3 separate regions of the Zea mays genome follow, and all the other regions are linked to region 2. The links are chromatin contacts, called in public Hi-C maps. All regions are on one chromosome and are shown on one strand. Each heading gives the region's core, a stretch centred on a gene start, on an enhancer-like site or on the middle of the called end of the contact. The rest is flanking DNA. Distances are from core to core; before and after follow the strand shown. Region 1 holds the start of LOC100276863. Region 2 holds the start of LOC100277619. Region 3 overlaps LOC100384384.

Region 1 (2,936 bases), core at 316-2,815, 230 kb before region 2:
TCAAGGTGACATGCATTTTCGGAATAAACAATAATGATCTCACGTAATTTCAGGCTAACGGTAATACGAACCACAAACCAATCGATCAGTTGTAGAGAGATAGTAGTAAGTAGTAACACGTCGGGAAGGAATTCAGAAATGAAAATGAAAATAAAAGGCAATTCAGGATGTAATATCTGATATGTATTCGTTTGAGACAAGCAGTTCTTCAGACTTCCAAAGGACATTCAACAGGGCGAAATGAAAATGCCAAGCGAGTACTTAGACGACCAAGCTTATGAGAAGCCTATAGACGCGAGACAACTGCTACGAATCAACCCTCTACGACTACGATGGGCATCGAGCAGATCAGAACCCGGACGCGAGACACAGTTGCTACGAAGCAAACCTCTACGACGACTACGATGGGCATGAAAAGAAAGGGAGGAAGTAGAACACGGGGAACCTTCCGCTAGGCCGGCAGATGCGGTGAGATGGTTAGAGCAGCATGAAACGAACTGTGAGGCTATCAGGCTCGTGGATCGAAGTCCCAGCTGTACTTCTGACTCATCTCTGCGGCCTTCGGCTCCTGTTCCTGCGGGGTGAGGGCGTCGACGTTGACGGCGTTGACGTTGAAGGCGTCTCGGATGTTGGACTTGGAGGCGACCTGGGTCTGCTCTCTGCCGGTGGTATTGCCCTTGCGAGGTCGGCGGCGACCTTCAGGGCGATGGCGCCGGCGAGCCTATAAATTTTGAGGAAGGAGGAGGCGTTGAAGAGGTTGGAGAGCGCGCGAACGGAAAGGCGGTCGAGTAAGTCGCGGTCCCAAGCCTCGAGGGCCTCGGACGCCGCGGCTCTGTCGACTGCGCTGGTGGTGACTCCGGCGGCGGCCTCGGCCTCGGCGTGCTTGTTGCAGTACTCCAGCACCGTGACCAGGGTGGTCCCGTCGACGGTAGGGAGTATGACTCCTTTTGTGACGGTGACGTTGGTTTCTATGATGCCACGGAGAAGGCCCGACAGCCGTGCCGCCGCCTCCGACACGCGATGGACCTCCCCGTCCGAGCTCCTCAAGGTGATAAGCCTCCCGCCGGTCACATCATTCGCTTCCGCCGCCCCTATCTCCGCCTCCGAGGCCGCCACTGCATTCTCTTCCTGCGGCTGCACATTCTCCGCACCCGAGGCCGCCGCTGCCTTGTCTCCCTGCTCCGAGTCCGAGGGCGCCACTGCCTTGCCCTTGCCCCCCTGCTGCCCCTCCACCATCTTCACATTCCCCGCATCCAAGGGCGCCACTGCCTTGTCTCCCTGCTGCACCTCCACCATCTTCTCATTCTCCGCCTCCGAGGGCGCCACTGCCTTTTCCTTCCCAGTCTCTGCCTCCGATACCACCACTGCCTTCTCAAACTGCTCCGCCATCATCTTCTCCTTCTCCGCCTCCGAGTCCGATGCCGCCGTCGCTCCCTTCTTCTCTCCCACCGCATCCATCGCCCTCTCGCTCGCGGCTCGCTCAACGACGAAAGCCTTGCTTCGCTAGGCGCTCTCTCGGTGGGTGGGTGGGTGGGTGACGGGTGACCGAGTGGGCACGGCCCGAATGATCGAGTCGGCGGCGGGGTGGCGCCGCTTTATACACGCGCTCTACGGGCTCGGGCGGGGCGAGGCGTGTGCCTGCCAGGCTGGCCCCAGCCAATCCATCCATTTCTTCCAACTTTTTCTTTTTTGTTTTGGTAGAGTTTTTTTTCGTTCCAAACTTCAGGGCACCGATCGCCTTCTTTGGTGCAATGGTGCTGAGCTTCTCTCGGTCCAGTTGCCGTGAGTAGGAAGTCATTTTCGCCTTTCTTTTTTACTATATCGCCTTTTGTTTACTGATAAGTTTATAGCTGCGAAATATCCGATCCAAGGAAAAGAAAGCCACAAATATAGGTTTCTATAAGGACGGCTCAATACAGTACAGGCAGTTGCTATAGATCGAATCCAATGATGTTAAATTATGTCATTCAGAATTACGCCTATTCCATGGGGCATGAGACCAAGAAAACAGAAAGTAACGAAACTGAATCCTTTTTTAAATTAAAAAAAGCTAAAAATTCGCTCTCGAAAATAAACAAACTAAGAACATCTCCAAAAGGGATACTAAAGAAGGCTGTATTTTAAAATTTAGTGCTCCTGGCCAAAAAATATCCTCCAACAATGGCCCTATTTTTATAAAAATTTATCAAACGACCGTTCTAAATATAGTACCCAGTATATTGAAGCCATATCATCCTTTCTTCATAATCTACAATTATTTATTTTCTAATAACATGATTTATTTTCTAAATTGCATTATTTAATGTCTAACTACTAGAGTAAAAATCTATTTCCATATCCTAAACACTTTAAATATGGTTTTATTTTAATTTTAAGGTTTTATTTTAGAGCTCTTTGTTGGAGATGCTCTAAGAGCATCTACCAGAGTCTTTCTGAAGTTCACTCTCTAAATTATCAATAAAGAATTATTTGTATAAAAACCCACTTTGTATATCTTTTTAATCTCTAACGACTTTTCTATGTGTTGTTTGTACTTTAGAAGATAACTATATTTTAGATAACCATTTAAATAAGTTGTTGGATGGTATGTGTTTTTTCAAAAATTCTCTATTCATATCAATCAGGAACAATATAAAAAGTCTCTTAGAGTTTCTCTAACACGTCTAACAATATTGAACAAAGAAAATACTAGTTATTAGCTAATTAGCTAACAAGTATTAACTAAATTAAGGTATTTTTAGCCCAACTAGCCCAACAAGTATTAACCTTTGCTGAGGGTCGAAGGCAGGCACTCGGCAAAGAAGATTCTTTGCCGAGTGTCAGTTAGATGACACTCGGCAAAGACCTCTTTACCGAGTGCCTTTTTTTGGCACTCGGCAAAGTACATTTTTATTTTTTTAATTTTGGTAACCAAACTTTTTATGGTATGTTCCTAC
Region 2 (2,700 bases), core at 32-2,531:
TCTGAGAAACTGGTAACTTTTAGTTAGGCAAGAGTGATTAAGCCAAATGCAACAGAAACTGCAAAGATTTAGCAGCAACCATGGAGCATGTACATAAGCCTGTGATGAAACGAAAATTGAAGTTGAGAAAGAGCTAACCGAGATGTATAGCTTTTCCAAGCATGGAAAACACTTCAAGTAGTCGCTGACGACGTCGATGGAATCTGCATCTTCCAGCGCCAAAATCTTGACGGTTCGCAGAGTCGTCGCCAGCATGACGGCCTGCATCAGCAAGCGCTTCTCCATGATAACATCGTCAGGCCCCACACGGTTGACACGGCGCACGGTGGGTTGAAAGACGGTGCCACCAATCTCCAACTTGGGGATGCTGAAGGACAGGGATCCCAGGACCCTTATTCTTGGAGCGCTGACCACTAGTAGCTGGAAAGATTCAACAGCAGCCGAGCGGCGGCAGAGGACCAGCTTCTCTAGGAGAGGGGCATCCTCGATGATGACTTGCCACGTCGTCACCCTCACCGTCGGATTTTCGTAGTCGTAGTCCAAGAAGTACGGGTCGTAGTCGTTCGTTATGGATGAATCCGCAGGTGAGATGGCAAAGCTTGTAATGGTGGGTGAGTTGATCCGGACTGTGGCGAAGCCTGTGCAGCCGTCGAGGACGAGGGTTCTGAGCACAGGGCAGGCGGCGAGCATCCAGTGGAGCGTGGCTTCCGAGATGTCCACGCAGCAGAACGAGATGAGCTCGAGGTGTGGCAACCGGAGCGCCGCCACGGCACCGACAGAGGGGAAGGTATGGTAGCCAATCCTTAGGAGGCGCAGCGTGGGAGCGAACTGGAATAATGCCCGCTCTGGCAGTGCTCTCGTGTTGTCTCCCCGCGGCAGTGTTTTCTTGTCTAGCCACAAGGAAGAGTACTCTGGCTCGATCCCGAGCTCCTGAAGACCGACCAAGGCGGGAGACTGGAGCCAGTGGTTGTACGACTCGCCGTCGTCGTACGGCCAGTCAACTTTGAGGCGGCGGCAGGGGCCAGGGTGGGCCGCGAGGATTCCGGACACGACGCGCTTGTAGTCGGTGTAGTAGTTTGGGGAACCGAGATCGAGGTTCAACGGACAGGAGATCCATATGTGCCGCCAACGGCGAGAGAGGACCTGAACGCGGACGGCATCGGCGGTGGGAAGGCGGGTGACGATCTCGCCGATAACGCCGTCCGGGAGGATGCTGATCCGGTCCTCCCCGCCGCCGCCGCCGCCGCCACTCATGTCTCTGCGTAGGATTTTGGGTATCGTTGCGGTGGGCGGCGGCAGCGCTATATAAATAGTTTTGACATGACGCTCTAGGCTAGAATTAGGCCCATGGCCATGGTCCAGGGTGTGGCCCAAAAATCTTTCGACCCCATTCTAATATTTTTAGCCCACAGTCCAGCAGCCTGCTCCGCAAGTCTCTCACCGAACCTCACCTCTCTCAGTCCAGCTCCAGCCGAAGCCATCAGACTTCTAGCTTCCAATGCAACTACGCAAGCCTCCATTCTCCACCTGAACTCCGCTCCCCTCTACGTCCAGGGGACATCCGGTTCGGACGCCGCCGCCCGCCAACACGCCTCCACGGCGCCACCAAGCACCATCCGGCAGCCGCACTGTTCTCGCCCCGGCCGCCGCACTGCGCGGTGCCTGCGCCAGTGCGCGTGCAACGTGCGCCCGCGCCGGTCTGTGGCCTGCCGCCCTGCTCCCATTCCTGACCTCCGGCTCTTGTGCCCGACCGACATGTAATGTGGTAGCCGAAACTGAAAAAATCAGAACTAAAACAGGAAAATCCTTACTGACCAAACCGAATTAATTTCAGTTACTATTTTTCAGAAAACAAACTAAATTACGGTTTTTAGTTTTTTGTTCGGTTTAAACCGAAAATATGTGGCCCATCCGATGGAGTTGGTCTTATTGGTCCAGAGTGTGCAACCAAACTAGTAATTTGCCCGCGCCTTGCACGAGTCTATGTTACACAGTTAACTTGATGCGTTTACACAATAAAAAGCGGTGGTTGTAGATATATAGGGAGCAAGTTGACATACACAATTGTGATACGCTGGTTTATATTCCATAGGGATTTTTTTGTGTGCTTCGCTTTTATATTGCATTTAAAAAAATCCTGAACATACTATGTGGTAAACAATTATCAATTATTATGGCTAAATATTATATACTAAACCAAATTACAGTAAAAATTAGTAAAAATTTTAAATAAGGCAAGTGGTCGAAGTTATGATTAAAAAAGTTAAACGTCATTTTTTGTGAATGGAGGGAGATGTATTTGTGACAAAGGGGAAACTTTAAATTAGATCAAGCCTTACATGGACAGTGTTAAAAGTGAAATGAGGACGACGATCGAATCTCTACTACTCTATAAGATTACAGCGTAGACGTCTACACCTGTGCACCATGGCTCCGCCTCCGACACCCTCTGACCCCGCTCCCGCGATCCTCACTACCACCCTCGCCCCAGCCCCCGTCAACCACGCCCGCGTGTTGGACGACCCCCTGCCTCGCCGCGATAGATGTCGTGCGTTGCTTGCCTACCCAGCCCCCACGCGTTGCCCGGCACCCTGCCTCGTCACGATAGACGCCCCCTCACCTTCACCCTCGCCTCCTCCTCGACCCCCGCGCCTACAACAAGGATCTCTCGGATCTCGCAGGGCGTCGTGGGGAGCGGCG
Region 3 (2,912 bases), core at 279-2,778, 150 kb after region 2:
CAGAGTACTACTTCTACATGGAAACACAGACAGCACTAGCAGTTCCAGATGAAGATAACACTTTGGTAGTCTACAGTTCGTCACAGTACCCTGAACTTGCACAAAGTGTCATAGCAAGGTGCTTAGGTATTCCATTCAGCAACGTGCGTGTCATTACAAGAAGGGTTGGAGGAGGCTTCGGTGGAAAGGCATTCAGATCATTCCAAGTGAGAATAAACAAAGCTAGACCATAATACCCAAAATCTTCCATTTCATAAAATTAATTATTTTTAATATGAATTCTTTACCCTGGAGTATAATTTATTGTACTTTTGTACCTTTTTTTTAACTTGCGATGAGGTCTTTCCATGTTTAGACCTGGACTAGTGTCAATTTTTTTAATTCCTTATTATTCTTCAGTTAAGAGCTCTGTCCTTGGAAGTGCAAACTGAAAAAGGACATCCAAAGTTTACATTTATAGTACAGATGAGAAAGAAAATGTTATTCTGTTTTTTATAGATACGGCTTTAAATTTTGAGAAATTTGCAGTATGATGTTTGGTTATGTAGGAATCATGTTTTCTGAGGAAAGTCATTTAGGCCTAATGGACAATAAATCCATCTAACCATGTGCTTTTCCACCATGAAAATGCATCTAACCATGACTTTTATTTGGGCTTTGCAATAGAAAGACCCTTTGTAAGACCTCTAGCAACTATTTTAGACTTAATCTACTTAAGTTGACATATTTGGTATTTCCATCTCTGTGGTGATTGCATATGACAATCTGCTAACAGTATCATGAAACCATAAAGACCCAGTATACATCACTATCTGTTTCTTACATATGGTAAATGCTTGTGCAGGTTGCAACGGCAGCTGCACTTTGTGCGTACAAGTTACGGCGTCCTGTTCGAATGTACCTTAATCGCAACACCGATATGGTCATGGTTGGTGGTAGGCACCCAGTGAAAGCTCATTATACTGTCGGATTCAAGAACGATGGGAACGTTACGGCCTTGCATCTAGATTTATTGATTAACGCTGGGATATCTCCAGATGCGAGCCCCATAATACCAGGCACTATTATATCTAGTGTGAAGAAGTACAACTGGGGCGCTCTGTCATTTGACATCAAGCTCTGCAGAACGAACAACTCATCTAAATCCGTAATGCGTGCTCCTGGAGATACACAAGGCTCTCTAATCGCAGATGCTGTAATCGAGCATGTGGCGTCTGTCCTGTCACTGGATGCCAACAGCGTGAGGGAAAAGAATTTCCACACCTACGGTACTCTTCAGTCGTTCTACCCTGACAGCGCGGGCGAAGCTTCTACGTACACGTTGCATTCTATTTTTGATAGGCTGGTCTCAACTTCAAGCTACCTGGATCGAGCCGAATCCATAAAGGAGTTCAACAGCAACAGCAAGTGGCGGAAACGGGGCATCTCTTGCGTGCCCCTCATTTTCAAAGTGGAGCCAAGGGCGGCCCCAGGAAGGGTTTCCGTGCTCAAGGACGGCTCCGTAGTGGTGGAGGTTGGAGGAATCGAAATCGGGCAAGGTCTGTGGACCAAAGTGCAGCAGATGACCGCCTTCGCTCTGGGAAGACTGTGGCCCGATGCTGATGGCGGCGGCGAATGTCTTCTTGGGAGAGTGCGCGTTCTACAGGCTGACACCTTGAACTTGGTACAAGGTGGACTCACTGCTGGCAGCACCGCTTCTGAATCTAGCTGCGCAGCGACCCTCCAGGCATGCAATACGCTGTACGATAGGTTAAAGCTAGTCTTGGACAGGCTGCAGCAGCGATCAGAGAATGTCTCGTGGGATACCTTGGTTTCGCAGGCAAGCTTATCCTCCTCTCTAGTTCGTTCTCATCGCTTGCTATTTCCAGCGATCAGAAAAATGTCCTGTGGTGTTTCCATGATGCAGGCCTATGAAGACGATGTCGATTTGTCCGCGAGTGCGTACTGGGTACCTGGTCAAGCTTCTAACAAGTACCTTAACTACGGAGCTGGTATAAGCGAGGTGTGCGTCGAAATCCTCAAGACTAGTTTGATTACAACAGGCCGTTTGATTACAACAGGCCGGGGCAGCTAAGGGGGTGTTTGGTTTCTAGGGACTAATTTTTAGTCCCTACATTTTATTCCACTTTAGTTACAAAATTATCAAATATAGAAACTAAAACTTTATTTTAGTTTCTATATTTGTCAATTTATATACTAAAATGGAACAAAATGAAGGGACTAAACATTAGTCCCTAGAAACCAAACACCCCCTAAGTCATGTTTGGATGTCTTATAGGCGGATTGCTATTTCTATTCGAAATCGTGCAGGTGGAGATTGATCTTCTTACGGGAGCAATCACTATAATAAGGGGCGATCTTGTGTACGACTGTGGGAAGAGCTTGAACCCTGCAGTGGACTTAGGACAGGTTTGCTGTCGATCCTTTTATGCTTCATGCCTTAACCAATTTTAATTCTGAATGTAGTTCGTTCATTGATTTATAGAGTATATACCATGGTTTTGGACTGGATGAGGGTAATATAATTTGAGTACATGAGAAATATGAAGCGCATTTTTCTGTTAATTGTTTGATCTGTATTAGAGAGTTAACTTGTTGGGTGGCATTTTCAAATGAAAATGGGTTGACTGCTGGGAGTTTAATTTTATATCTGCAAACATTCAATCCATTGCAGGTATACTTTTGAAATGCTGCATGTTTCTTTTTTTGTCCTCGAACTGCATATGTTTAAAGAGAAATAATAGACCCTTACAACACAAGCCCCTTAAAAAAACGATCACCTGATACAAAATGACTGTATGCTTTCATATTTTGCAACATTCAGTCTTGGCGACGTTTGCAAACAATGTATCTCTTGTCAAGAGCTTACTCTGCCTTGTTGTGCTCCATACCGGTCTCTTGAACAAAATGAG

What was found. A called contact is a pair of places that touch in the nucleus more often than the background predicts.
Region 1: a Hi-C map of endosperm shows a contact between it and region 2, with 4 times the contacts expected there. The contact joins the promoter of LOC100276863 here to the promoter of LOC100277619 in region 2. A contact is called at or near these places in 2 of 25 Hi-C or Micro-C datasets (endosperm and tassel).
Region 3: a Hi-C map of leaf shows a contact between it and region 2, with 7 times the contacts expected there. The contact joins the enhancer-like site here to the promoter of LOC100277619 in region 2. A contact is called at or near these places in 5 of 25 Hi-C or Micro-C datasets (bundle sheath, ear, leaf and 1 more) and 1 of 3 datasets of contacts at active chromatin or transcription factors (leaf).

The regions. Positions count from the first base shown.
Region 1 is chr7:30,141,967-30,144,902 of Zm-B73-REFERENCE-NAM-5.0, forward strand. It overlaps LOC100276863, which reads right to left and starts at 1,566. Exons shown (of 1, transcript NM_001150567.2): 1 at 166-1,566. The coding sequence starts at 1,458. The coding sequence ends at 547.
Region 2 is chr7:30,369,310-30,372,009 of Zm-B73-REFERENCE-NAM-5.0, forward strand. LOC100277619 reads right to left here and starts at 1,282. Exons shown (of 2, transcript NM_001151131.1): 1 at 139-1,282. The coding sequence starts at 1,254.
Region 3 is chr7:30,514,118-30,517,029 of Zm-B73-REFERENCE-NAM-5.0, forward strand. It overlaps LOC100384384, which reads left to right. Exons shown (of 10, transcript XM_008653549.4): 5 at 1-206; 6 at 845-1,819; 7 at 1,907-2,002; 8 at 2,311-2,409. Among protein-coding and RNA genes, the nearest start is that of LOC100191366, 14 kb to the right of the region's middle. Within about 2 kb of position 1,529, at least 5 of the 20 cell types and tissues checked have an H3K27ac peak or open chromatin away from gene starts, as enhancers often do. A contact at or near this core is called in bundle sheath and leaf, where this site is marked.